Regions from separate parts of the Mus musculus genome. Here regions 1, 3 and 4 are each linked to region 2. Evidence: chromatin contacts called from public Hi-C and promoter capture Hi-C data. All regions are on one chromosome and are shown on one strand. The core of a region is the stretch at or near the end of the contact, and the rest is flanking DNA. Distances in the headings are between cores, read along the strand shown.

The links. Promoter capture Hi-C pulls out the DNA fragments that hold promoters and counts their contacts. A called contact is a pair of places that touch in the nucleus more often than the background predicts.
Region 1: a Hi-C map of B cells shows a contact between it and region 2, with 10 read pairs. The contact joins the promoter of Nudcd2 here to the promoter of Pttg1 in region 2. A contact is called at or near these places in 16 of 39 promoter capture datasets (the 3T3-L1 cell line, cranial neural crest, embryonic stem cells and 9 more), 3 of 484 Hi-C or Micro-C datasets (B cells and embryonic stem cells), 15 of 115 datasets of contacts at active chromatin or transcription factors (the SCID.adh cell line, T-cell acute lymphoblastic leukemia, astrocytes and 10 more) and 3 of 9 other capture datasets (adipose tissue, liver and macrophages).
Region 3: a contact with region 2 is called in a promoter capture Hi-C map of second pharyngeal arch cranial neural crest. The contact joins the enhancer-like site here to the promoter of Pttg1 in region 2. A contact is called at or near these places in 6 of 39 promoter capture datasets (cranial neural crest, embryonic stem cells, frontonasal cranial neural crest and 3 more) and 3 of 115 datasets of contacts at active chromatin or transcription factors (epiblast stem cells, large pre-B cells and pro-B cells).
Region 4: a Hi-C map of cortical neurons shows a contact between it and region 2, with 2.3 times the contacts expected there. The contact joins the enhancer-like site here to the promoter of Pttg1 in region 2. A contact is called at or near these places in 1 of 39 promoter capture datasets (hippocampal neurons), 2 of 484 Hi-C or Micro-C datasets (both in cortical neurons) and 1 of 115 datasets of contacts at active chromatin or transcription factors (embryonic forebrain).

What each region holds. Positions count from the first base shown.
Region 1 is chr11:40,732,044-40,739,126 of GRCm38.p6, forward strand. Nudcd2 (NudC domain containing 2) reads left to right here and starts at 1,618. Exons shown (of 4, transcript NM_026023.5): 1 at 1,618-2,111; 2 at 3,975-4,023; 3 at 4,450-4,601. The coding sequence starts at 1,923. It overlaps Hmmr (hyaluronan mediated motility receptor (RHAMM)), which reads right to left and starts at 1,394. Exons shown (of 18, transcript NM_013552.2): 1 at 1,271-1,394. The coding sequence starts at 1,316.
Region 2 is chr11:43,422,207-43,429,006 of GRCm38.p6, forward strand. It overlaps Pttg1 (pituitary tumor-transforming gene 1), which reads right to left and starts at 4,045. Exons shown (of 6, transcript NM_001131054.2): 1 at 3,995-4,045; 2 at 3,377-3,475; 3 at 2,513-2,691; 4 at 687-780. The coding sequence starts at 3,464.
Region 3 is chr11:40,831,269-40,838,519 of GRCm38.p6, forward strand. No RefSeq gene overlaps it. Among named protein-coding and RNA genes, the nearest start is that of Ccng1, 80 kb to the left of the region's middle. Within about 2 kb of position 4,308, at least 4 of the 459 cell types and tissues checked have an H3K27ac peak or open chromatin away from gene starts, as enhancers often do. A contact at or near this core is called in second pharyngeal arch cranial neural crest, where this site is marked.
Region 4 is chr11:41,330,399-41,337,949 of GRCm38.p6, forward strand. No RefSeq gene overlaps it. Among named protein-coding and RNA genes, the nearest start is that of A230004M16Rik, 380 kb to the right of the region's middle. Within about 2 kb of position 3,508, at least 4 of the 459 cell types and tissues checked have an H3K27ac peak or open chromatin away from gene starts, as enhancers often do. A contact at or near this core is called in cortical neurons, where this site is marked.

The sequences.
Region 1 (7,083 bases), core at 368-2,867, 2.7 Mb before region 2:
GTGTGGCCATGGAGATGGCTGTGTCTGATCACTCACTTGACCTTGTGAATGGAGGAACGTTGATAGAAACCAGATAGAGACTACTAACCAGTACATGCTACAGAGGATATAAACCGGCCTTTCATCTTCCGCTCCATCACTTACTTGCTGGCTGCATAATATAGTCAGAAACTCTCTCAATGTTCTCATTTGTAAAGAGTACAACTTTGGTACTTTTCTCGTCTAGCTGTTCAAAGGAATAACATATAGACCTTACGACAGTACAGCTGCACAGTTAGCATCTATCACCTCACACCCAAGGCTCTAGTTACTTGTGCATAAACCACAGCCCTTAAGAGCATAGCATATATCCTTGGAAGTCTGGGTTCCCACTCCATTTCTGCCAATTTAGTTTCATAAAATTGAGTGGATTTCAGTCTCATTTTTCATTTACTTCCAACATGCTATTAATTTGTTGTAGGTGTGAGTTACTGACAGTCTATGTAGCTCAGGCCACTAGGTCTGGAAGTGTCTATTTCTTACAGGTGAAAACATTAAAAATTACTTTATTCTAACTGTTTAAATGCTATCACCATCTACACTCAATTTACTCTGTCATCTACACACCAAGTTCCACTATTCTATTGTTAAAATGCTGAACATTACTTAAGAATTGTTTCATGAGATGGCTCAGTGGGTAAGAGCACTGACTGCTCTTTCAAAGGTCATGAGTTCAAATCCCAGCAACCACATGGTGGCTCACAACCATCTGTTATGGGATCTGAGGCCCTCTTCTGGTGTGTGAGGACAGCTACAGTATACTCATGTTAATAAATCAACCTTAAAAAAATAAAATATTAAAAAAGAAATTCCAAAGAACTGTTTCACGAGTGGAAAAGAATCCGTGGGCAGCTGTCTTTACTGAACAGATTTCTCAGTCTTTATGCTTTTATATCTGAATGCAATGTCAATGCAGAAAATTCTAAAGAGAGTAACTTCTTTTTAAAAAGAAAAGTAGCGCCTGCCAACTCCTAATCCCCTTCAACCAGCTGTGGTTTCTCCATGGTGTTGATGGCATATTTTGGAATCTCACGCTTGAAGACTCGCTGTGTGCAGGGATGACCTCATTTCACGTAGGGCCGCGTCTCTACCATCCCACACTGCGCTAACCAGGTGTTTACTGCGTGAATTTGGAGAAAAACAAACACCGCCCCAGCCCTAACCTGGCTTTCGAATGACTGGGAAACGAGGGCACATCCCCTTCCCACCCTGTTCCCCCACCCGTACGTACCCGAAGGGTCATTGAATCTCTTCAGGGGCGCCTTAGGAAAGGACATTCTGACGCCTGGGTCCAGATGAGACAGCAATCAAACGCCCCAGCAAACTGTCAGCTCGCCTGAATTCAAATTTACCTCAACTTTCCCCCTCAGCCAATCAGAAAACCTAAACCTATCTGGCCAATCCTGCATGGTCCAAAGAGCATGCGCACTAGATTCCTACCGCCGCCCAATCGGAAGGTTTGTAAGTTTAAGCTAGTAGCCAATAAGAGGCTGCTCCTGATCGTCGCCGCAAACAGCTCTATCCAATCACTTCTGGTTTTACTCAGTTTTACTGGGTAGCCCAGTTCGCGCAAGCGCACTTCACAGGCCGGTGGACGCGTCGGAATTTTGGCGTCACACAGGTTTAAAGATCGCAGGCACTTTTCTCCTTTGTTCCGGCGTCAGTGTTCTTTGGATGTCAACATCTCTAGGCTTCGGTCGATTTCACCAGGGCTCACGAGTGTCTTAAATGGGCTCTGAAAGGGAGAATTTTGCACACTCGGACACGCCAGTTTGGACTCTTGCGCATGTGCAGTGACCCCAAGGCGCCGAGGGCAAGCCCAGAGCCTAGTCCCGCCGGTGTAGTGCTCTCCCGGAGCCGTGTGCCTGCGTGGCGTCTTCAGAATGTCCGCCCCGTTTGAGGAGCGCAGCGGGGTGGTTCCTTGCGGGACTCCGTGGGGACAGTGGTACCAGACCCTGGAGGAGGTGTTCATTGAAGTCCAGGTGCCCCCCGGCACTCGCGCGCAGGACATCCAGTGCGGCCTGCAGAGTCGGCACGTGGCTCTGGCCGTGGGTGGCCGCGAGATCCTCAAGGTAGCAAGCCAGGGCTTGTCCCGAGTTCCTTCTTCTGGCTTTCCCGCACCCCGAGCCCTAAAATTCACGGTGTCAGAGGGATGACTGCTGGGTGTGGCAAGGTTAGTTCCTGGCTGGTAGAAAGAAGTGGTAAATTGTTCTGGCGAGGGGTCTCCACGGAGCACTGCACCCACAGAGCAGATTTTGCGCGGGTAGAACTCAAAGATTTTGTTCTCCACTTTATTTCTAAAATAGGTTTGGGGTGCTTTTATTTCCTCCGGAGTTCCTGCTGACAGAAGGCTAAGTAGGTCAAAAGAACGAATATGCGTCTTCTGGGCACCGATGGGAGTCCCAGAGACTAGACAAAAGGATTCTGAACTCTGTTCATGACGTGTAGGCTAATACAGGCACTTACAAGCAAGGCTAGGGTAATGGGATGAGGATTCCAAGATGTCAGATTGGTTTTCTAAATAACAAGTTTCTTGCATGTTGATCTTCATCGTAGTGAAAAGGTGTGTGAAGTTACCTAATTTCACCAAATTTTTAATCTGGTCACATTTCCCCGTTTTTGGTTAAGAATTTATTAAGACTCACATAACAATCAGGCTATACTTTACACCTAGATTAGATGCATAGCCTGTTGGAGGATGACTGTATAATGTAGTGGTGAACGGAGACATGATACTGTGTTTTGTAACCTTGGGCAGGAGAAGGAAAATTAGTCAACAGCTAATTGGATATCAATTTCTGCAACATGTGATTTGAACCTTTTTAAGAAACTGGCCTTTTCTAGTGCCAGCTTCTCAAAAGAGATTGAACTAGCTTTAATAACATTGAGTTTAAAAGAGAGAGCACTTTTAAGGCAGGTGTTGTGGTGCACGCTTTTAATCCCAGCATTTGGGAACCTTAGGCAGGTAGATCTCAGCTCAGCGAATTAGGCCAGCAAGCCAGATGTACTAAGCCAGCTCCATGACTCCATAGAGCAGTGGTTTTCAGCCTTTCCTAATGCTTCGCTCCATTAATAAAGTTCCTCATGGCCGGGTGTGGTGGGCACACGCCTTTAATCCTAGCACTCAGGAGGCAGAGGCAGGGGGATTTCTGAGTTTGAGGCCAGCCTGGTCTACAAAATGAGTTCCAGGACAGCCAGGGCTTTACAGAGAAACCCTGTCTTCAAAAACAAACAAAAAAGTTCCTCATGCTGTGGTGGCCCCCAACAATAAAAACAGTGTCCTTGATACTTCATAAGTGTAATTTTGCATTTACGAATCTGTCATTAAATATCTGGTATGTAGGATATCTGATATGTGACCTTGAAAGAGGTTGAGATGAACAGGCTGAGGACTGACAGACTCTGCTTCAAGAAAACAAAACATAGTCACCAGGTGGTGGCTGTACACACCTTTAATACTAGCATTCAGGAGGCAGAGACAGGATTTCTGTGAGTTTGAGGCTCTTGGTCTATAGAGCAAGTTCCTGGGCAGCCAGGGCTACACAGGGAACACCCACCCCCTTAAAAAATGCAAAACAAAAGAAGGAAAACAAAAAATAGGACATTTTTTCTAGTTTTAGTAGGAGTCCCTGTCTTGTTCATATTAATTAATTGGTAAAGCGTTTTATATGTTAATGTTGCGTTCTATCATAAAGAGTAGTATGTCTTCTCCTGTTTTGTGTAGTGGTGGTGGTCCCTGTGTGTTTCTTCCATGGTAAAGTTGTCAGATTTGTAAACTGGACTCTGATTAGGCGAAAGTTCAAGGTTGAGCACCTACAGGTAGGGGAACTTGGCCTAAGATGTGCCTTAGCTTGGAATGAGCCAAATCTTAATGATGAGAATTTATAAAGCTTAATGAAATACTGTAATTCTATTACCTTATATTGATTTTCCAGGGGAAACTGTTTGATTCTACAATTGCTGATGAAGGAACATGGACTTTGGGTAAGAGAAATCTGTTATGATTCATACACTTAAAAATTGGATCATGGTATCATTTCTCCTTTATATTGTCTTGTCTTTGTAGCTGTGAAAGATGGAGAAAAACGTGTTGAGAGCAATTGTCTATCAAAACTACCTAATAGGGGGCTGGTGAGATGGCTCAGCGGTTAAGAGCACTGACTACTCTTCCGAAGGTCCTGAGTTCAGATCCCAGCAACCACATGGTGGCTCACAACCACCCGTAATGAGATCTGATGCCCTCTTCTGGTGTGTCTGAAGACAGTTACAGTGTACTTATATATAATAATAAATAAACTTTAAGCAAACAGACAAAAACAAAAAAAAAAAATAGTACCTAATAGCCTTTGGAAAGTACAATGTTTAATGATGCACTGTAATTTCTCTGTAACTACTTTCTTTTTATCTTAGAGGACAGAAAAATGGTCCGCATTGTCCTGACAAAAACCAAGAGAGATGCAGCAAACTGTTGGACTTCTCTTTTAGAGTCTGAATATGCAGCTGACCCCTGGGTGCAAGACCAAATGCAGAGAAAACTTACATTAGAGCGATTCCAGAAAGAAGTAAGTCAGATGTGGGAGTGAGTGTGTACAGATACTCCATTCAAACGCACAGGGGGTCATAAGCTATACAAAGGTGTAAAAAGCCTTTTAGGTGAATTTTAAAGTGAATGGTTAGAAAATTGCTTATTATGTAGGTTTCAAATTTCACAAATGTATGCATTTCTGTAAGACCGATGCTGAATGCACACCAGTAATTCATGAATAATTAACCTAAAGAACTGGACCGCTGTAGGTATATAGTATGAAAGGGAGCTGTCCCTTCATTGGATTCTCCACCTCTTGCTTCTGCCTCTTGATCGGCCTTTTTTAGTGGTAGTTTCCACCGGCATCATGCTGACTTCCAGGTATATGTCTGACCTAGACTTCTCGGTTCCTTGTTGCGTATACTCATTTTTCTGTCTGCCAGACGTTTTGTGTCCAAGGTGAGCAATCTAAGCAATCTAATTTCGCTCCCACATTTATTCTACTTTTTATTGTAGTTAGTGGAGACTGGTTGTTCATGATTTAGGGTTGGGAGGAGGGGGTCAGAGAAAGCCCAGTGGCTATGGCACTTACCATGCAAGCATGAGGACCAAAGGCCTACTAGACGATCCCCAGAAACCATGCAGAAGCTGCACAGATATGGTGGCCGCCTGAGCCCAGTGCTCCGGCGGCAGAGAAAAAGGATCTCCCAGGCGAGCTAGCTGGCTGCAGTACCTAGAATGTGGGAGTTTGAGGTTTCTTGAGAGACACTCCCTCAGTAACGGAAGCAGGGAGAACAAATGTAGGAGACACCTGATGTCTACCTTAGTTCTTACCATTGTCTTCCACTCCCATTCACTATGCTACCACTTCACACTGCCCCATCTGCTTGCATTCTGGTCTGGATTACTTGAATAAAGTGCTAACTCACCTCCTGGACTCTTACAAGCAGTCCTCGGACTTTAGCAATGGCAGAAGTCTTGATAGGGCAAGTCAGATCATGCATTGTTCTTCTCCAATGTATTGTTCTTAGACTTCTCCAGGTTCTTTCTTCCCTTAATGGGGTCATTGATACACTTTCTTGCCGTACCCTTCCTTTGTTTTTCCCTTTTTGTTTTTCTGAGACTGTCTCAATGTGTATGTAGCAGGCTGACCTTCAACCTAAAGAGTTCTGCCTCCTAAGTACTGGAATTAAAGGTATGTACCAGCATGCCTGGCTCTCCGCTGATTCTGACTGGAGTGTTCTGTAGCTTTCAGCTCATTGCTCAGTGAAACACATTTTGACACTGGGCAGTGGTGGTGCACACCTTTAATCCCAGCACTTGGGAGACAGGCAGATTTTCTGAGTTTGAGGCCAGCCTGGTCTACAGAATGAGTTCTAGGACAGCCAGGGCTATACAGAGAATCTTCATCTCTAAAAACAAAAACAAAACCAAACAAATAAAAATCCACATTTTGACTATCCCATTAAAGTCTATAATTTTCTCTCCTAGTTATTTCTCCAATCATACTTCCTGTTTATCTTTTTTATAGCACTTACAAGCTTTAACACTGAGTCAGGTTGACAAAATGTGGTTTGAGGAAAATCGGCCTCCTAACCCTAACCCTAACCCTAACCCTAACCCTAACCCTAACCATGTCTCCACGGGTTTTACTGAGACATACCTGTGCTTACTCATCAGGATGTTACCTTACACGTTGCAGTTTTTTGTAATTGAGTAAGACAGTTCATGTACTCTGCAGAGCCTAAAGTGATTATTACCTGACTCTTGGACAAATCACATTTCCCAAGTTCTGTGCTCTGTATTTATGGTTTCTTATTTGTATTTCCCTGCTACAATATAAGCTCCTCTAGAACAACTTATTTGCTAATTTTTGAAGTTCACATTTGTTTAAATGGTATTTTCCAAATAGTAGTTCAAAAAAGGTCCATTAAACAAATGAAATTTCCCCTGAAAAGTCTAAAGCTTGAATGAGTACTTCATACTATACAATATGTATCAATATGCTAGTGTAAATATCACTCTTAGAACTCTGCATGCCACACAGGAAGCTTCAGAACACCGCTGACTATTAGTTGAGCTTGGTGATACAGCCCTTCGTTCTAGCCACTTGGGAGGGTGAGAGAAGAGAACCTCAAGTTCAAGGCCAGCCTGGGTGATACAGCTAGACCATGGCTCAGGAGTAAAAATTAAATTTAAAATGAAAAAGCTCAGCATAAGTACTTGCTTAGTTTCAAGGGCTGTGTTAAGTCCATAATGTGCCCTCCAGGAAGGAAAAAAGCTTTTAATATGTGTTTATACAAATAAACAGATTTTATTTGTTTGTGAAATGGAAAGGAATGTTTCATTATCCAGTTTTATGGTGCTCACACAGGTGCAGGTATCACTCTAATAAGTGTTTATAGTCTGAAAGCTGGAGTGGCCTCTTAGTTTTACCTTAGGTGATTTCAAGTTTGACATTGTTTCTTATTTTTTGACTTTTTTGTTTTTGTTTTTTGTCAATTATGAATTCAACTTAT
Region 2 (6,800 bases), core at 2,795-5,294:
GAGGGAAGTCTACCACACTTCAAGGAAAATTTTGTCACCAATGACAGAATTCAGAAACAGTAATAAGTTTAGAAGTGTAGAACATTCACCTATAATAGTTAGCATGACATTAATTTCAAATTTTTATCTTATATTACTTTATACTTGGCCTTTTCTTTTTTGGTTTATTTCAGAAAGGGTCTCTCTACATAGCCCTGGCTGGCCTTGAACTCAAGAGATCTGCCTGCCTCTCCCTGGGACTAAAGGCGTGCATGTCCAAACGCAGCTCTACTTGGCCCTTTCTGATGGCATCAGAGGTGATATCAAGCAATGCACCGTCATGGTTGCACCACGAGACACAAAATGTTTCAATATTCGGGTATCTACATCTTTTTTTTTTGAGAAAGGGTCCTTCTACATAGCCCTGTCTGTCCTGGAACTTGCTCTGTAAATCAGGTTGGCCTTGAACTCACACAATGATGACCTTGAACTTCTAACTTTTTCCTCAACATCTCTGCTCCCTTTCTCCCCCGTGACAGAAGGTGATGCTCTGGCAAGTGAGTCCCCCTGAACAAGTCTATGTATTCAAAGTAAGTCAGGTTCAGACAGTCTCAGACTCTAGGGCTACACGTTAGAGTCGCACGGAGTTAGAGTCTAAGAGAAATCTCAAACTGAGGGCCTGCCCATCGTGCCAAAGACATTTTTACCTAGAGGATTGAAAGGGAAGAACTTTTCTATTTCTGGGTAGGCATCATCAGGAGCAGGAACAGAACTTTGTGTCTTAGTAGACTTCTCGGTGATCTAGAAAAACCCAAGAGAACAAGCACTGAGAGAATGCAGTTTCGCCAACCTGCAAGGTAGCTTGCGGTTGGACAGCCTCTTCCAATGATGGCATCACTACTTTGAATGTGTTCATTGTGTGCTGTCTTCTAAGAAGTCAGTCCTTAGTTTTCAGGACTCAGTGTAAAGGTGAGGAGAAAATGGACTCCTGGAAGTTGTCCTGACTCGGATATGCATACCATCACACGCACCGGCCCTGTCCTGCCCTACACACACACACACACACACACACACACACACACACACACAAAGGAGACGGGAAGACACACATCTGTCACATGACCTCTAACCAACTGCTCTGTGGTTCCGAGCACTTGCTGCTCTTACAGAAGACTCAGGTTCAGTTCCCAGCACCCACAGGGTGGCTCACAACTATCTGTAACTCCAGTCCAGATGAAGCGATGTCTCAGGTCTTCCTCAGGCACGTGGCACACTTACATACTGTGATGGTTTGTATATGCTTGACCCAGGGAGTGATGATATTAGGAGGTGTGGCCTCATTGGAATATGTGTATCACTAAGGACATGGGCTTTAATACCCTGGTCCTTGCTGCCTTCAGATGAAGATGTAGAACTCTCAGTGCCTCCTGCACCATGCCTGCCTGTATATTACCAAGCTTCCCACATTGATAATGGGCTGAACCTCTGAACCTGTAAGCCAGCCCCAATTCATATTGTCCTTATAAGAGTTGCCTTGGTCATGGTGTTTGTTCATAGCAGGAAAACCCTAACCAATACATATACCATACAGGCAAACATCCAAATACATAAAATAAAAGTATTCTTTAAGTCAGACCTCTTAGTACCTGTCCACATATATTATTAAGAATCCTGAGCAGGGTTAATTTAAAGCTAATCAACTCAACTGTTCAAACCTAACAGTGGACAAAACAGACTTGAGGCACCCCAGAATAGTGGCTAATCCTGGAAGTCAATTTGACCTCATAAAAGTGTAATTTTTCTGCCACTGTTACCTTAATTATTTACTTGGCTAATATTAACAAGTTTGTGTTCCTTAAACATATGGACTTAAGTAGCAGCAGAACCTAAAACATCCAAAGAATTATCAGGTAGACAATCAATAATAGCAAGTCAAAACAGAAGCCTGGGCGCTCTTGATCCCATCCGATCTATGTGTATGTATGCCAGAGTGGGGGCATGTAGTTCAGGCTAGCCTCCAGCCAACCCCTCCTCCAGCTTCAGCCTCCCAAGTGCTGGGATTGCAGGTGCTTATCAAGCCCAGCTAAGTACTTCACACATCTGTCACATGGCCTCTAACCAACTGCTTCCTGGTACTAGTTAAGAACAGCTGAGGCAAAATCAGGGTTAGCTACTCCTAAAAGCTGCGATCTCAAGATGCTGAGCAACTGGAAGTACCAGCCTGACTCCTCTCTGTGAGTTTGTGGACCTCTCTTTACCTCCTACTGAGAGGAAGAGAGGCAGATGGGAAGTAAGTTTCTAAGCATCAGAAGTGCTGCAGTGGGGCTTAGGATGGCTCAGAGGGTAAAAGCACTTGCTGCTCTTCCAAAGGAGTCAGACTCAATTCCAAGCACCCAGCGCCCTCTTCTGGCCTCCTTATGTAACTGCACACATGCAGTATTCATCTACAGCTACGTATACATGAATAAAAATAATAAACTTTTCTTAAGTGCCAACACATGTACAAATATTCATGTTCATAGCCCGCACTCACCTTTTTCCCAGTCAAGGTCGGCTGTTTTGGTTGGAGGGGTTTGCCAGTCTTCATAGGCTTTTCGGCAACTCTGTTGACTGTCCCCAAAGCCTTTCTGCTGGCTTTAGGCACGGCTGGAGCATTGAACACTTTGCCGACTCGAGGCGTTGAAACCTGCAATTTCCCATCTAAGGCCTTGACTGTTGAAAAAGGGATAATCATTAAAAAAAAAAAAAAATCACAGACTCAGTGGGTAAATAAAGGAGCTTTCGGCTAAACCAGACAACCTGAATTCAGTCCCCAGAACCCACACAGTATAAGGAAAACCAATTTCCACAGGTTGTCCTCTGACCTCCACAGGCACACCACGGCATGCGTGTGACCCCACACATACACAAATAAAGGTAATAAATGTATTGCTCTTAAAGATTAGGCCATACAACTTAACTCAATTCTTACACACAAACCTGTGCCTCATTTGGGGCAGTTACTTAGCACTCTAAATAACCTCATTAAGACAATAAGTATGAACATAGGCACCATGGCGCACGCCTTTAATCCCAGAATTTAGGAGTCAGGGGTAAGTGGATCTCCTGAGTTCAAGGCCAGCCTGATCTGCATAGCAAATCCCAGGCCAGTTAAAGCTATGTCTCAAAAAACCGATTTAAGCAGAGCGCCTGGACACGTGACTTAGTAGCATTTGAAAAGCTCCAAGTTCCATTCCCGGCAGTGCATAAGCCAGGCAAGGTGGCCCATGCCTGTAATCACTGCACTGGGCAGGTGGAGTCAAAGGATCAGAAGTTCAAGGCCCCCCTAGGTTACATTGGGAACTGTAGGCTGGGACCATTCACAACACCTGTGTATCTCAAGGCAGGAAATACTTACCACCAGTGCCCAGCTTCAACCCATCCTTAGATGCCAAACGGCGGCCGGGTTCTTCATTATCCTTATCAACAAAGATAAGAGTAGCCATTCTGGATTACTCTAAGGGAGAGACCTGAATATTAGGATATTGGCATTGAGGACGGCTGGAAAAACTACGCAGTAACAGAGACCAAGCTTTACCCAGGGCACCTATGCACAAAAATTTATAAGTAGCTGGAGAAGTCAACAGGCTTAATCCAGATCCTAAATCTGCACGCCAGGGTCATAAAACACTCAACTCTTACAGAAATCAGTTTATGTTGGCACCCATCAAAACTGTCTCCAGCCTACAATCTCTGCTATAAAGAGAAGCCAAGAGGATGCTCAAATTTGGCCTCCTGCTACATAACAAGTTCAAGACCAGCCAGGGCTGCTTGAGATCCTGAAGTGGGGAGGGAAGAAGAAAAGTAAAAACAGCGTTGCTGTGGGTCGAGCACGACAAGAGCGCCTCGGGACGCGGGGCCGAGTGAAGCACACGTCCCGACCCTGCTTCAACCTCCAGTCCCGGGTCTGCCCTCCCCGCCACCCCAAGCTCGCCCAAGACGCCCTCACCCACGACGAGCTCACAGCTAAACTCACCGAAGACTGCGCCACCAACGACCCGGCACACCGCAGTTTAAACTGTAACTCAATTGGTCCCTCCGAGAGGAGGTGGGGCCTACAGCCTGAGAACCAATGGGAGCAACGGAAGTTTTCAGCCACCGCCCAGCTCTCGCGTCTGTCTCCAAAGTATTAAGGAAAACAAAACTAAACAAAACCAAAAAAAAAAAAAAACAAACAAACAAACTAGAATCGTACATTGTCCAAAACTCCTGTGAGAGGCTTTTTGTTTGCCACGACATGGACCTGCGAGAAGGTACTCACCCAATAAACGTCTTGTCCCTTTAAATTTGAAGGGCTTTTTTTTTTTTTTTTTTTTTTTTTTTGGAAACAGGTTTTCACAGGACTCAGACTGTCCTTGAACTGTGCAATGGATGGTGAATGACAATCACTTTTAACTCCTGAGACTGCTTCCGGTCTTCCAAGGACTAGATTAGTGGCTGTGCCACTGCTCCAGGCTCACTTTTATGGTTTTGGCTTCTTTGAAAAAGTCTCTTACTACCCAGTTCAGGCTTTTCGGAAACTCACTAGCCCAGGCCTGCTTCTGACTCAAGATTCTCCTGCCTCAGAGCTCAGATCAGAGTAGCCAGAGTGTAATCTCTAGGGGAACAGGCCTGCGCAGTAGATACTGGAGTTTGGAGAAGACTAAAAAGGAATAAGTAGTAGAAGAGACCAACATGTACATAAAAACTTAACTGAAGAAGCCAAGAGGTTTAATCCAGACCTTAAATCTTCAAGTCAAAGTCAGAGGCACTAATCTACTGAGAAGATGGTTTGGGTCTTGGATCGGCCCCCACCAAAACCTATCCAAGACTGGAGAGATTCCTGGGCAGTTACAAGCACTTACTGATCTTGAAGAAGACCCTGGCTGTCCTGGGAATCACTATGTAGACCAGGATGGCCTGGAACTTAAGACATCTGCCTGCCTTTGCCTCTTAAGTAGTAGTTAATCTCTGCTTATTTTTAGAACTTGTGGAAATTTGGCAGGTTTGAAGACAAAGAATGGAGATTATTCAAGAGCCCAGGACTTCCCATTGAAATAAGCATTGTTAATAATAACATTGGAGCCTCCCCCTGCACACTTTCTGCTATGTGTGTGATTATATTTAATTAACATAAAAGTTCCTTAGTCTCCTTTGTGTGTTCCTGAAAACATTCTAAAGTTCCATGATTGATACTGGGATACTTGTACTAGGAATTTCACCCACCCCACCCCACCCCCTCCTGCTGGACAGACCCTTTCTACAAAGGTTGTGACAGCTTGTAAAGTCCTCAGCTCTATGGAGCCACAGGAGATGCTGATGTGTGACTGGTGAGTGGTAGATCAAGAAAGCTTGCTTGCTTTCTTCTTCTTCTTCTCCTTCTTTTTGTTTGTTTGTAGAACATGAGTTTAATATTTTTAGCTGTTAATATTCAATAAACGGAATAATTATTTTAAGATATATTTCATTGTTATGTCTCTTTTCATTTCTGGTTTTATTAATTTGGATACCGTCTCTGTGCCCTCGGGTTAGTCTGGCTAAGAGTTTATCTATCTTGTTGATTTTTCTCAAAGAACTAGCTCCTGACTTTTTTGTTTTTTGTTGTTTTGTTTTTGTTTTATTGGTTTGGTTTGGTTTGGTTTTTGGTTTTTCGAGACAGGGTTTCTCTGTGTAGCTCTGGCTGTCCTGGAACTCACTTTGTTGACCAGGCTGGCCTCGAACTCAGAAATCCACCTGCCTCTGCCTCTACCTCCCGAGTGCTGAGATTAAAGGTGTGCACCACCACGCCCGGCTTCTGATTTTTGTTGATTATAGTTCTTTTTGTTTCTATTTGGTTGATTTTAGCCTTGAGTTTGATTAGTTCCTGCCTCTACTCCTCTTGGGTGTATTTGCTTCTTCTTCTTCTTCTTGTTCTAGAGCTTTCAGGTGTGCTGTCAAGCTGCTAGTGTAAACTCTCATCAGTTTCTTTTTGGAGGTACCCAGAGCTATGAGTCTTCCTCTTACCACTGCTTGCATTGTGTCCCATAAGTTTTGGTATGATGTGTCTTCATTTTCATTAAATTCTAAAAAGTCTTTAATTTCTTTATTACTTCCTTGACCAAGTTATCATTGAGTAGAGCATTGCTCAGCTTCCATGTGTATGTGTGTTTTCTGTTGTTTTTGTTGTTATTTAAGACCAGCACTAGTCTGTGGTGATCTGATAGGATGCATGGGATTATTCAGTCTTCTTGTATCTGTGGAGGCCTGTTTTGTGAACAATTATATGGTCAGTTTTGAAGAAGATACCATGAGGTGCTGAGGAGAAAGTATATTCTTTTGATTTAGGATGAAATATTCTATAAATATCTGTTAGGTCCATGTGGTCCATAAATTCTGTTAGTTTCACTGTGTCTCAGTTTGGTGTCTGTTTCCATGATCTGTCCATTGATGAAAGTGGGGTATTGAAGCCTCCCACTATTATAGTATGGGGTGTGATGTGTGCTTTGAGTTTTAGTAAAGTCTCTTTTATGAATGTGGGTACTCTTGCATTTGGGGCATAGATATTCAGTATTGAGAGTTCATCTTGGTAGATTTTTCCTTTTACCAGTATGAAGTGTCCTTCCTTATCTTTTTTGATAACTTTTGGTTGAAAGTTGATTTTATTCGATATTAGAATGGCTACTCCAGCTAATTTCTTGGGACCATTTCCTTGGAAAATTGTTTTCCAGCCTTTTACTCTGAGGTAGTGTCTGCCTTTGTCATGGAGATGTGTTTCCTGTATGCAGCAACATGCTGGGTCCTGTTCACGTATCCAGATGTTAGTC
Region 3 (7,251 bases), core at 3,058-5,557, 2.6 Mb before region 2:
CTAGGCAATAAAACAACTGAGACAAAGTCAGCTCTATCTAAGGTCAGCTATATTCTTAGAAGCCAGATATGAGGTCTTTACACTCCTGGGGCAAGTGCTTTCATGCCCAAGTCATGGTTCTAATTAGGGAGTTCTTCTCTAGTTAACCTTCTCATGAATAATGCAATACCCTATCTAGTTCCTCCCTAAACCACATCCTGATCTATTTCCTAAACCATTGTAAAATCCTGTATATGGGAGTGACTTGGCTTTTATTTTATGTGATTGTGTGTGGGGATTTTCTACTAATAAGTAATGTAGTCTGCCATACATAACTATACTAAGAATCCTAAACTTACTTTGCTAAGCCTGCCCTGAGATTTCTAACTCTATGTAGTAGATTGTAATGCCTGATTTCTTTCACTATCTCTCTCACAATACTAGAGGCAATTCTGAGTGTTACTGAATAGGAAACATTCTTACTGACTTCCAAGCCCAGGGTCAGCTCAACGACTACCTACGGCACTGGTGAAGGCCAGGAAGCAAAGTTCAATTTTGCTTAGGTATTTGGCAAGTCATTGCTTGGAGACACCTATAGTAAAACAATGCTGAAAGAAGGACACAGATCCATTCACTTACTAACGCAAGGACAAATTTGGAGCATACATTATATAGGATGCCACGGTTCCAGGAGACTACATTTCCGTGAAATTTTAGCCTTGGGACTGTGTCCAAGTTTTTAGGCTTGTCACGTGAGTCACTACTTGAGTGGGTGTGGCAATGGGGTGGGCCAACTCAAAGCCCTGGATTTGGGCCTGGGTTCAATCTGATTTAGTCTGCAGCCCATGAGTTATCCAGCACTGTTCTGGTGAAGGACAGGGTCAGCTTATCCAGTGCCCCATAATTTTTTTTTTTTCGACACAGGGTTTCTCTGTGTAGCTCTGGCTGTCCGGGAACTCACTTTGTAGACCAGGCTGGCCTCGAACTCAGAAATCTGCCTGCCTCTGCCTCCCAAGTGCTGGGATTAAAGGCGTGCGCCACCACCGCCCGGCTGCCCCATAATTTTTATCTCTACCCTCTCCTTATGTGTTTCCCTCATCCTCCACCACTGCCATACATTGAATATTTTTTGGTCAGAATACTCAGTGTTCAGTGACAAATATATTTTGTATCTATAAATACTGTTCATACTTTATCCATAGTATACAGTAACTTTTTCTTTTTTCCCCAATTTCTTTTTTTTTTCTTTCTTGAAATTGTTTCTATCTAACCCAGGATAAACTTTGACTCAGGATCTCCATTTCAGCCACGTAAGTAAGTACTGAGATTATAGGCATCTGCCACCACACTCAACATTTTTTTATAACTCAGAAACTTTTCTCTTGTTAAGAATTAATATTTTTGCCTTGTTTAATTTTATTATGTGTATACAAATCCATGCTTACCTGAGTAGTTCAGTTTGAACCTTGGTTTGCAGGATGAAGACATAAAACTAGTTTGAACTGAATTGGGAGAGGGGACAGTATCTAAAAAGAGGGAAGTATAAGAGCTAAGGGCCTGTGGTTAAGGATGATGGTCAATGAGGAATGATGAGGTGACAACTTAGGGATTAAGGGAAGGAGAAGTTGAATAGATTGTTGGAGGATGGGGTACTGAGTGCATAGGGCTTTATGGTTTACAGTTAATATTAGTTGCTTTGTCTTAGTGTTCTATTGCTGACCAAAGCAACTCTTATAAGAGAAAGAATTTAATCTTGGGCTTGCTTACAGCTTCAGACAGAGGTTTAGTCCAATATTGTGATCCAATATTAGTCCAATATTGTGTCAGGGAGCATAACAACATACAGTCAGGTACTGGAATAGTAGCTGAGAACTACATGTTTATTCATAGGCAGAGAGACAAAGAGAGGGAGGGAGATAGGGAAGGTGGGAGGGAGAGAATAAGAGAGGGAGAGAAAGAAAGAAGGAGGGAGAGAAAGAGAGAGACTTTGGGTTTGGCATAGCTTTTGAAATTTCAAAGCCCGTCCTTGCAAACACAATTCCTCCAGTAAGGCACACTTCCTAATCCTTCTAATCCTTTCAAATAGTGTGCTCCCTGATGACTAAGCATTCAAATATATGAATTTATGGGAGCATTACTGTTGAAACTACCATAGTCTTGAGCTAATGATTAGAAGAAACTAATTTTAAGATTTTGGGTAGGAGGGAGAAAAGGACAGTTTTAAACCCCTTTATCCATTCCTTCTTTTTTTTTTTGTAGGCATGCTCTGTTTCCATTTAGGAACGATAGAAATGTTCTGTTGTTTGCAATAAGCTTTAATAGATTGAACGGGTTTTGTGCATGAGCATTTTGATGTCAGCCCTGGCTTGGATCTGGTTCTCTTATGCTGGGTTGTTTGTTCTGTTGTCTGTATGTTGCCTTGAGCAACTTGACAGTGTTCTGAGGATTCTTTTTTTTTTTTTTTTAAATCTCTAGAACATGGTTGTTTTCCTTTGCTTTCAAATCAATTCACAGTTGACTCCAGTTAAATCTCTTTTTAGTCAATCATTATGTAATAGAGAATTTTGTTTCAGGTCTAATGTTTAACACTACAGGACTCTGCTGCAACTCACTTATTTATTTTTATATAAATGGTTATTTTCATTTATTTAAAACATCTTAAGTTTTAAAAAAAGGAGCAAAATCCATGATGTACAAGTATTCAAGGTCCAATTCCTTATTCATAGTATGAAAATTATCATTGTATTCATACTCAAAATCACCTCTACCTGCTTTAGCCTTTGTGGTCACACAGGGAACTGGAAACAAGGAATCCCTTGCTTCTAACATGCAAAATGCAAAAATGAGAAATGAAAAAAAGCATTGTGTAAAATATATTCTACTTATTACAGAAGACAACTTTGGAGCATACAGAGAACTCAAGAGTGGCTGCTGAGATAGAGATATTGGGAGACTTTTTTTCTTTGAAAATGTAGAGTAGCAAAAGAGGAAGACTTTGTAGCAAAAACACAAAATTGGAGAAAGAAGAGAAGTGGCATGTTTAGCAGAAAGGCTTCTTGACCTATGCACAGAGTCACTATCAGAATAGTTTTCTTCATGAACAAAATTCTGTAGAGGCAAAAGGCAGTTTGGACCTCCACTTCAACTCAAGTCACATAGTTGTGCCAATATTGGGCAGAAACCAGTGCAACTACAAGCAGCTTTCTCTGTTAGCACACCAGTTTCTTTGAGAATGAGCAATTGAATCTGATCATGACTGGAAGGAGAGAGTAAAAGTAACAACCATTTTTTTTTCTTTTAAAAATTAAGGACATTAGTGGTATATAGCTTTTTAGTTGTCTCAAGAAATGAAGACTCCTTGGGCTGGTGAGATAGCTCAGTGGGTAAGAGCACTGACTGTTCTTCCTAAGGTCCTGAGTTCAAATCCCATAACCACATGGTGGCTTATAACCACCTGTAATGAGATCTGATGCCCTCTTCTGGTGCGCATGAAGACATCTACAGTGTACTTATGTATAATAATAAATAAATCTTAAAAAAAAAAAGAAATGAAGGATCCAGTGAGGTGGCCAAACATGGAAGGAACCAGGATGTCTAGGTAAAAAATACAACCTTGAACAATTCCAGTAGTAAAATAGTCTACAAGTTTTTAAGAGCAAGGGTAGGTAAAGGGTAGGTATATTAGATTAGGTCTGTATTAGGTTTTTCTGTGGTCTTTCTGTGGAGATAAAAATCCCTTTCAAGTTCATCAGCATCACTTTGCAGGGAATCATCATTTAGGAGATACTTGGGTTTACCTGAGGTAAAGAGAAAAGAACAGGCGGCCTCAATGAGTGCGAAGACTTTGATAGGATTTCTGAGTCAGAGTACATAGCAGTCAGGAGACTACAAGACAAGATCCTAACGATCTGCTGTAAGCTTACACGAACATCATGCTCTGGGATCTAGAGTATGGGAGGCACAGTGCTATAAAAGCGAGAACAAGCATATAAGTTGTGAGACTAGTGCAATTTTCCTTCTCTAGTTAGATCATTACAGGTGTCTTTAGGTGATTTTCACATTTTGATTGATGTGAAAAATCTTCCCCAATCAAGGAGTCAAGAAAGAATCTGCAAAGACATTTCCCCATCTTAGCTGGAGTGAAGTGATAATTGAGTTCAGACAAACAAAACAACACGTTCTACATCTCATAACAAAGCTGGCAAAATTACAAGACATCTAATGTGATAGACCTAGATAATCTTCCAGGGAAACCCGAGACCAAATGCCTCGAACAGTTTGTTAAGGGTTCTGCACTCTAAGTGGCCTCTAGATCTGTGCAGCTGCAGGCAATTTGCAGGAGAGGCAGTGTGGTGTGTGGGTCCCTGGCAAGGGATGTTCATTTGAGACTATCCCCTCCAACAGCTTTTGCCATTCATCATTTCCACATCCAGATGGCTCCCATTGTCTATAGATTCCTCTTTTTTTTTTTCTTTTTTTTAGTGCAAAGTGGCCGCTCTTAAATCTGTCATGTATTAGTGTTGGAAGCAATTTTATTATTCATCTAGTAGTCCAATTACCACTCTTTATAGAAGAGGAAGTGGAAATCCAAAGAAGGGAAATATCGTGGTCAAAACTACCCAGTTCCGTTGTGTCACAGCTGAAGGAAGAACATTTTTATCTCTTGGATCTCTGCCTGGTGGGTGCTTCTTTCAGTTCACCAGAACCTGATCATTTTGGGGGAAACTTGTGGCCCAGTATTTGAAGTCAGTGGATGATGAATTCAAGTCTCATCTCTGTGATTTGGTCGTTATGTGACCTTGGGTAGTTAATCCTTACTTCTCTCATTTGTGAAATGAAGTTGGCAATAGAACCTTTAACACAAACTGTCAGGAGGGCAAGTGGATAGTGATGCTTAAAGTGTTTATTGCAGTATCTGGTACACAGCATTACTCAGCGAATCAATTTTTATTTCTACAGATGCAAATCCTTTTACATTAGAGCATAAAGAACTTTTGGGGGCTGGGGAATGCAGTTAGTATTTTCTGGATGAGTATCTAATATATATTAGATATATTATATATTATCAAATCTTGATTTCTGGATACAACTGTACATCTATCATGCATGCATACATACTCTAATATATATATATACTATATATACATATAGCACCTCTGGTAGCTATAAAAGAACTTCTGTAGGAATCATTTTATTAGATAGGAAGGTAAAGAAAATATTTTAAGTTCTCAGATAATGGTTTCTCTCTCATTGTCTACTGCACAGCACTTAATGTTGAAGATCAGTGGGCCTGTGCTACCAACTTGAAGCCCCCACCCCCCCCCCCCAGGTGAAGAAGAGAGGCTCTGGATTTTTAAAGTAATGCACATAATTAATTAAGGGCCAGTTTGATTTTTTGAAGAATGTGATATTTTGTTCACAAGAGGAAAAAAAAAATCACTGACATGCTCTGAATTTCCTATAGTGGCTGATATAAGGTCACTAATGTTTAGAGGGACAGTTAATCTACTGAGAAATCTGAGAAGAAAAGCAAATGAGGGGATAGACAGAACATCTTAATAGTTAAGAGTGTGTACTGTGTTTAGGAAGCACCCAAATTCCACTCTCTGTCTCCTTGTCAGGTGGCTCACAACTGCCTGTGACTCTGGTTCCAGGGCATCTGATGGCTCTGACCTCTTTGAGCATCTCTATTCATAGGCACACATCTACAGACACACATCAACCCGTATACTAAGACATCATGAAGAAGGCAAATGAAACTAAATACTTTATAGGTTTTCTATAACTTCCGATAGAAGACAAAGATCTTGTGGAGTATGATATACCCGAGACAAACACATAATGAAAATAGTATCTTTGAGACACATTTATTCTTCACTAGCAAGTGTCTTTGTTTTCATAACATATTTTCCACTAATACACATTTAATTTTCGTGGCGATGGATCAGGATGCTCCACTGACTAGATGCAGATGGATTATATGAATCAGAGGTGTGTGAGATGTGGTTTTGGGGTCATGCCACAGAGTTTAGAAGTGTGAAATGGAATACAGCTTGCTGCGTGTTTAAAGTCTGCCTAGTATGGTTCTTGGGCACTTTAGGTCCATTAGAACCTAGCTTTTCCAGGTGCTGCTGCAAAGAGCTTTACAGAGCTGGCCCTATCTACCCCTGCATGGTCTCTTCTTTGGAGCTGGCTCCTCTCCCATGCCTGGGCTGCTGATATCCCTGGGAATTGGAAGTTGTCTGACTACAGTTACATAGCATAGCTTATATATTAATTAAGCATACTTCTACCTGGTGAAGGCTCTCCTCTTCCCCATGCAGAAACCTTTAGGAGTAGACTGTCGGCTTTGTGCAGTGAAATGGAAGCTTCTTACTTATGACCCCTGAATCCTGCCTGCTGAGGTATTAATAAATCTCTTCTCCAGAGGACATGCCAGTCAAGGACACCTCTTTCTTCGTCCCTCTTTTCTTCTCCGTGCTTGGAAATCCCACAGAGCAGTTAATTATTTGCAAGTTACTGGTCTGAGGGAAACCTTCCTTTGGAATTTCCTTGCTTTTGTAAACCTAGAAGTTGTGCTCAAAGTTAACACAAAGGCAAAGTTCTATTTGGGCATAGAATAAATGCAAATATCGAAGGTTCATTTAGGTCAGGGGTTCTCAGCCTTCCTAATGCTGTGACCCTTTAGTACAGCTCCTCATGTTGTGGTGACCCCAGACCAAAACAAAATTATTTTTGTTGCTACTTCATAACTGCTACTGGATTTGAATCACAACATAAGTTGTTTTGGAGATAGAGGTTGGCCAAAAGGATTGCAACTCACAAGTTGAGAACCATTGACTTAGATGGACTCAGCATTCCATTGAGAAGGAGTAGGCTGGGGTTCTTTTAAAAAGACGTGAATGCCTGTGCCTTGGCATTTGCTGTAGGGCCCAGGACAGGTGGGGCCCAGGGCAGGCAGGGCCCAGGCAAGCTTAGCAGATAAAACCGGCTCAGATTAGGGTCGCCCTGAATGTTTTAGGTGCATTGTGATATCCAGGTGAGGGTGCAAACTTAGTGATTCTGTATTTCTCAGACTTTCTGAAGTATCATCAGATGATAAGAAGAGGACCCTGTGGTGGATTTGGTTCTGGCCAGAATGCATGTTGGCAGTACGATTCCTATCAGGAAGTATCTGATGCTCAGGAGTTTTGTTTACTCTCTGATTTCTGTATTTTCATTTCAACAAAGATGCTAAGATTTAAGAAAATTTGGAATATTCCACACACATAC
Region 4 (7,551 bases), core at 2,258-4,757, 2.1 Mb before region 2:
TTAAACTATGAAAAATGGAATGGTTATTACTTGAAAAGTTATTTTCTATGTGGAATTTTGTGTCTATTATTGGTGAATAATAGTTGCATTGTCACTAATAATTATGATAATAAAAGAGATTAGCTATTACTCTATCTCCAAATAAGCTTTGAGACTACTAATACCTTCTCTGTATGAAAATAACTGAAACAGGCTAGCATACATACTCAAGAAATTTTTATTTTTATTTAATTTTATACCACAAGCTTTCTTCTTGAGTTATTGATGTCCTTTTCAAATTTTAATCAGTTTACTTTGTGTCTCTTTGTGTGTGCACATGCATATGCATGTATATGCGTCCCTGTATGCATGTGCTTATGTGTGTATGTGAGCCCATGCATGCATTTGTATGTGTGTATATACCATGGCACACACTCAGAGATGAAAGCAAGACTCTGGAGTTGGTTGTCCATTGGAGCTTGTTGTGGAGAGTTAACATTTTTGGATTCTGTGTATACCAGGCTGTCTGACCAGAGAGTTTGGTGTCCATCCTGTCTCCTTCTCGTTGTTTTGCCTTATGACTGCTGGAGTTACTCGTGTGTACCTTGAATCTACCTGCATCTGGTAGGTTTGTCAGATCTGGGATGGAACCTCAGGTGGTTAGACTTATGCAGCAAGCTATTTTCAGGCAGAACCTTATCCATGGCCCATCCCAATCCTTTGAATTGTGTTCATGTGCCTTTTTTTCTCTTGTGTGTATGTCTTTATTCTGTAATGATTTGAAAACAACCCTTTCACTCCACAAATGGCTTTATAAGAAGACAAGTAATAAAAACAATTCAAACCTAAGACACATACTGAAAAAGTTTGAGAGGAGAATAGTAAATGGATAATCTAATCATGCTTAAAGCAAGTGGGGTATTTTTTTATTTGAATTTTTGCCTTTTAATAAAATTTTCAAGAAAAAATTATGAAAAGGTTGGAATTAAGCAAATGCATTATTTCACCAGAATAGGGAGGATTTTTTTCTTTTAGATAGACATAGATTTCATTAAAGTATTAGAAGATCTACTCAAATTAAGTTGTTCCTATGATATTTTCTCCAGATAAAAGCATGAGCACTATTGCTTGACATTTTCCATCCTCTCTGATGCTTTTATGCGTATAAATACAATGAGCAGCTTCCTCAGACTGTAGCCCAGATCTCTCCTGTAAATACCTAAGTGCTGTTCTAAATGCCATATGACATCTCAGCTTTCTTTGCAGAAATGTAAAGAGTCTCTGTAACCTGGAAAAAAAAAAAAAACTATGGGTTTTATAGAGAAAGTGGAAAAGGAAAATAAGGGTGCGATAACAGCTACTAAAAACCCTAACAATTGGGTTTTGATAATCAAATCCCAGAATATATCCTCTGAAGAAGCAGTCTTTTTTTTTTTTTTTTTTTTTTGTGGCAAATTTTTTTTTTCCATTTTTTATTAGGTATTTAACTCATTTACATTTCCAATGCTATACCAAAAGTCCCCCATATCCACCCACCCCCACTCCCCTGCCCACCCACTCCCCCTTTTTGGCCCTGGTGTTCCCCTGTACTGGGGCATATAAAGTTTGCAAGTCCAATGAGCCTCTCTTTCCAGTGATGGCCGACTAGGCCATCTTTTGATATATATGCAGCTAGAGTCAAGAGCTCCGGGGTACTGGTTAGTTCATAATGTTGTTCCACCTATAGGGTAGAAGCAGTCTTAAGAAAAACAAGAGAGCATCTATGCCCTCTATTAGGCTGGGATATATCAGTCAGGTATCTGTCCCCATGCATGTTGGCTAGCACCAGCACCTGTAGGAAATCTTCAGTCTATGTTTGTTTATGGTCTTTACAGAAGGTTGATTAATGGGGAACTTATAGGTCTTCAAACAAGTTACAGGCAGACTCTCATTTTTGGAGAGATAATGGAGCTGAGAGGTGATCTGAAGGACCTCGTCCTTGTTAAACATGTGTTGGGGCTACATGACTGACTACGACAGCCTTGACTTCCATGGTAGCCCAAGTTTATTTCCCACGCTTTACAGTAACTAGCTGGGTTTGCACTTTGAAAATATAACCCAAACATTTCCTGTTTTAAAGGGCTAGGCTGAATACTCACCATGGGAAACATGCCCATGAGGTTTGTTTGTTTGTTTGTTTGTTTTCCTCTCTTCACTATGAATGTAAATCCATCCTGGCCCTACTTCACTGGGTTCCAGTCTCAGTATCCCCTCTCTCTTCATTAAAAAGTTCCACTGGATCTGATTGCTTTTCTTTTTATCAAATTATCCCCTCAAATTTTTATGTATATATTATAGAATTCAAAGAAACATTAAATTTTTTTCACTCAGTTTTAGACCCACAGTATTTTCAAGTGACTATCTTATTTAAGGAAGATTCCCTGTTTGCTTTGTTAGTCAGCTTCCTCTTGTTGGGATAAAATGCCTAAGGAGGAGAGATTCATTTTTGACTCACAGTTTAGCAGGTTTTATTCCATGTTTGTTCTGATCCTTTGGAGGCACTAGATGCATAGTTCTTCATGGCAGCAAACCTTGTGACACTTGGAGCCATGCTTCTTGCAGCATTTTATTTTCATCCAGGTGAAGAGGGAGAGAGTAGAAAAGTGGAAAGATCACGAGAGAAGAAAGAGAGGAAAGGAAGGGGACTGAGCGAATGACTGACACAGAGAAAAGAGATGAGATATAGAGAAGACACAGATGGAGAGAAGGGAAGAAAAGAAAAAAAAGAATGATGGAGAGAGAAGCAAGAAAGAGCAGACCTAGGGTGTTTGGTGTAATGTTTATCAGACTATGTGGGGGTATTTAAAAATATTTCTTTGTGGTTTTCTATCTCTGAGTTTTCCTGAGTTCTTGGTTATATTAAAGTAGCATATCCTTCAACAACCATATGATTCGGGGAGTTTTATTTCATCCTATGTTTTGAATTTTAGTTCTCTCAAAACAATAGTATGCCTTGCAGAATAGCTCTTAACATTAGTAAACTCCAATCAGTCATCTAATTTCTGGGACTGTGCTGTAAATAAAGCATCTAAATTCTAATTGCCAAATTCAAGGTCACAAAGAATTTTCCAATGATTATTCTTAGGAGTACAATTTTAGTGAAAGAAGCTCTTATGGTTACTAAAATGAATAAGCTCAAACAAAAATTCACACATAAAAAACAATGATGATTATTTTATAAGACAGTTAGCAGATAATTAAATATGTGTAAAAATAACATCAAAGTCATTGAAGGACATTCATAAAAACACTCTTAAATACAACGTTAGCCAATTAATGATAAACTGCTTCATCATTAGTTCTTCACAGGCAATAGGACGGGTTCTCTCCCACTGTGGGTTGATAACTTGCAATATCGTTAATTTACATGATATATATAGAAGGAAAAGAGAAGCATTTTTAACTTTATAAGGAATATACATTGCTAGCTGCCAATTCTGACTTATCTTAGCCAGTAGATGTCATTCTCTCTCTATTTTAATATGGCTTTCCTATCTTCCTTTAGTAGACTCTTCTTGAGACATGTTATGAAACTGAGATTCATTTCAGCCTGCTTTTCTCTTCTTCATCTTTCCCAGTTAGTATCTTTGTCTCTTCATTAATAGGAAGAGGACTAGAGTCCAAAAAAAGAGGTCATTCAGATAGCTTGCCTTACTGAGGGATATTTCCCTACATATTTAAGACACTCGACAATGCTGACTGAGTGTCAGAGTGGAACATCCCCTAATGCATTTTAGGTACTGACAGACACGGAAAAAAATCTATTAATAATGCTAGCAAGTTGACAAGGAAATCAAGATCTCTGAAAGCACTAAGAGGATTTCTTTTAATATGTTATGCACCCTTTTCCATGTACAGTTGTAGATGTTATCATTTCCTTAAAATGACCTCGGCTTATCAAGACCCAGGCAACTGGCATTTCTTAGTATAAAGCATTTGCCTAGTGTGAACAGGGCCTTGGGTTTGAACCTCAGCAAGGCAAGGGTATGTGAGGATTTAGAAAGAGATATAAGTAGAACCTTTAATGAGGCTGTTAGTTTAAATAGCCATTTATTTTTTATTTTTACCAAGAAATGAGAAAAAATATTTTCTATAAGGATTTCTACAAGAATACCCAATCACTTTGAAGGTATATTTTCAGAATTTATTTATTTAATTACCAAAGTAAAGTCTTTCTTTGTATATTGGCCTGGCAGGGAACTATGTATGTACTTCATTTATGCCTCACTTCCTACCTCAGATTTCTGAATGCTGGAAATACAGGCATGAACTACATATGACAACAAACTCTGAAAATTTCCTTCAATGAGTGCCTATAGCTTGTAGTACACACTGCTAGTCTACTTTGCAAAATTATAGAAACTGTTGAGACTACACTTTTGAACTTTGAAATAAGATTATGCATGTTAAACCCAAACCATGCCATTTGTTAAGCCTTTGAGCTCCTAAAGGCATTCTTCTGATTTTCTAGAAATAGCTTATCACAAATAAGAAGCATGGATGTAGTTTGATATGATTTTCTATAATTCTGATTGTAGAATCCATGGGGTTATCTATTAGTTCAGAACAAGTTCACGTGTTTTTCTGTCATGTCTCCCTGAATAAGCTATCAAAATTGAATGTGTGTTGGCTACAGAGATAGTTCAGAGGCTGAAAACCCTTGCTGCTATTGTAGAAAACCTAACCTTGGTTCCCAGCACCTGTTCTGGAAGGTACACTGTCTCCTGTAACAATAGTTCCAAAGCATCAGATGTCTTTTTTGAGCTTCTGACTATCCTGCACTCACATTTGTCCAAATAAACATACACACAGAGAGACATATTCAGTTTTTAAAATTGAATGCTACCCATCTTCTTGATAATCATGTTACACTTCCCAAGCTTCAACAGCTGAACAAACTGTAAAACTGTTAAAATTTAGAAATAAAAAGAAAGATACAGGGTTTACATACAAATTAAAATACAGAGGTGAATTATGACCTCTTGTCTACTAAGCCATATATGTTTCCTTGGAAACAAGAACATCAAATTTCCCCAGCAGTCCCTGTTGTGAATTATTTTAGAGAGCAGCAGGAGCCTCTTTTATGCTCCAGGGCATAGTGGCTGATTCTCTAGGCAACAGTTTGGATCTTGTGGAAGATACTTTCTTTATGTCAACTAATTAATCCTTTTCTGTGGGATTTAGGGGCAGAGATTATGAAGATCATATGCACATCTCTAAGGCCTGAATCGTAAGGTTAAGTATACAAAATTCAGTCATTTGCAGCAGAAGTGATCTTCTATATCTTAAATAGGAAACCTGTAGCCAAATGGACAGGGAAAAAAAACTTGTCATTTATAATCTCTTTACTGAGAAGATTAGTGCCAATAATAAAGAAATTTCTAAATTTATCTATAATCTCATATTTAAAAGGGATTTAAGATATGCCCTTTGGGTGGTTAGTGTTTTAAGAATAACATAGTATAATTTGGTCTCCATGGTTATATCCAACTACATTTGCAATATGAAAATAAGGTTAATAAATGAAAATAAGGTTTATGATATTTATTGTTAAATCTGTACTGTGATCTTATGCTTGAGCAAATCACTGTTAAAGTAATAAACATATGAATAGTCTATGAAAGGACATGTGAGTGTGTAAAAGATTCAGAGTCAGTATTTTATGAGAAAGAAATTTAAGCTGAAGGAAAAGAATTAGCTTTCATGGGGTGGTATTTAATGCTTGTTCTTGTTTGTAGAAGCAATTTAATGGATAGGTCCAGTAAAATCAATACCTCTCTAGGCCACTAGTGTCTCCACTGTACCCCATATATATCTAGCTTCTTGGTGTTTTTGCTTTTGTTGGGTTTTATGGTCTGCTCCAGTGTTCTTCTAATAGTGCTTCCTTGCTTAACAAAAGCTCTATTGGCTTCCAGTCACTGGCAGTGTGACAAAATCATCTAAGACTAAACTGAATTTTCAGATTAAAATCTATCAACGTAAATATAGTGTCATGATGAAGTTTCCTTCTGTTTCTTTAGCTCTACTGCATAAAATAATCTTGAAAGAAAACTTCATGATGGGGGGAAATATATTATCTCTACAGGGTCTTTACAGAATTTGTATTTTAATCCACTGAAAGGGGAAGGCAGTTCCTTCCCTTTCTGCCTTACTGAAAATCCTAGTGATAGGTTTATGTCTCTGCCAGTGAAAATAAACCAGTTCAAGCCAGATTAGATTATACTAAAGGTCAGTTTATTGGGAAACTGTTCTTGGGAGAGTTCATTGGCCCCAAGGATTGAGGCCAGGGGAGTTGCCATGCATGGATGGGGTGTGGGGGCAACACATGCACAGAGAAAGAAAAAGGAGGAGAAGAAGAAGAGGGAGAGAGGGAGGGAGGAAAGACAGACAGACAGACAGACAGACAGACAGAGAGCAGAAAATGTCTGGATTATATAGTGAGGAACCTCTGGGGGAAGAGGACTAAGGGATGTTGGGAGAACTTAGAGTCCAGGTCTGCTTTTTTATGTAAAATATGCACCTCAGTCCCTTGTTCAGGGTCAGAAATCAAACACCTAGGAATTTTGGTCATTACATCTATGAAAATAATACCCATGGAACTGTCTTTTTGTTTGTTTGTTTGTTTTATTGGTAGGTTTTCTATTATTGGTTGTGTTTGTTTTTAGACACAACAGTAAAGCTTATAGTTGCATATACAAATCTTATGCTTATAACTACATGAAAATAGAAACAGAAAAGGTGGCATCTTCTAGATTTATTGACTCTCAGGACTGAAATAATTGGGATTTGGAAATTACACTGAGTTGTTAAAATGAGAACTTCGATGCAGCTTTAAAGCAAACAAAAGGACATCCACACAGGTGGTTTTATTGCACTGGTTTGAGCAGTGAACTGTGTAATTTGTTTCCCTGCCAACAATATTTCATTTGGTTATGCTGGCCAAGAGAAGAATCCGGCACAGTCCTTTTCCTCAGCCAGCTGTATTTGAAATGTGCTGGGTGTCTTTAATATGAAACGTGGCTTTCCTCTGAAACCCATGGAACTGAACTGTGCAGTTGCCTCACTTTTATAATCTGTGGGATTTTAAATGCTCTGAGCTACTACTGCCTAGGCTAATAGAAAATATTTCTGAAAGTTGTGTGCTTCAGTATGATTGCTGATACTGAAACTGGATAGGCTGCTGTATCAGTATGAACAGAATTTTAAGATCTGTAGTCTTTCTACAAATAACTACTTCTTTAGTTCTCTCCCACTCTGCCCCATTATTTACATTATAGTTACAACCAAAATGAAGTTGGCATTCTGCTTTCAATGTGACATGCAGTTTTGTCTCTCATCTTCATTTCTTTTCTTTTTAATGTGATGAAATTTCCTAACAAAATCAACTCGAAGAGACTGGGCATATTTAATCTTCAGTTCAAGGATAGTGGTCTCTACACGTTCTCTAGCTGCTTCTTCTGAAAAACTCATACACAGTTTTGAAACCTATGGATGCTCCTTATAACCCGATGCCTCTCTCTCTATTGTCTCATT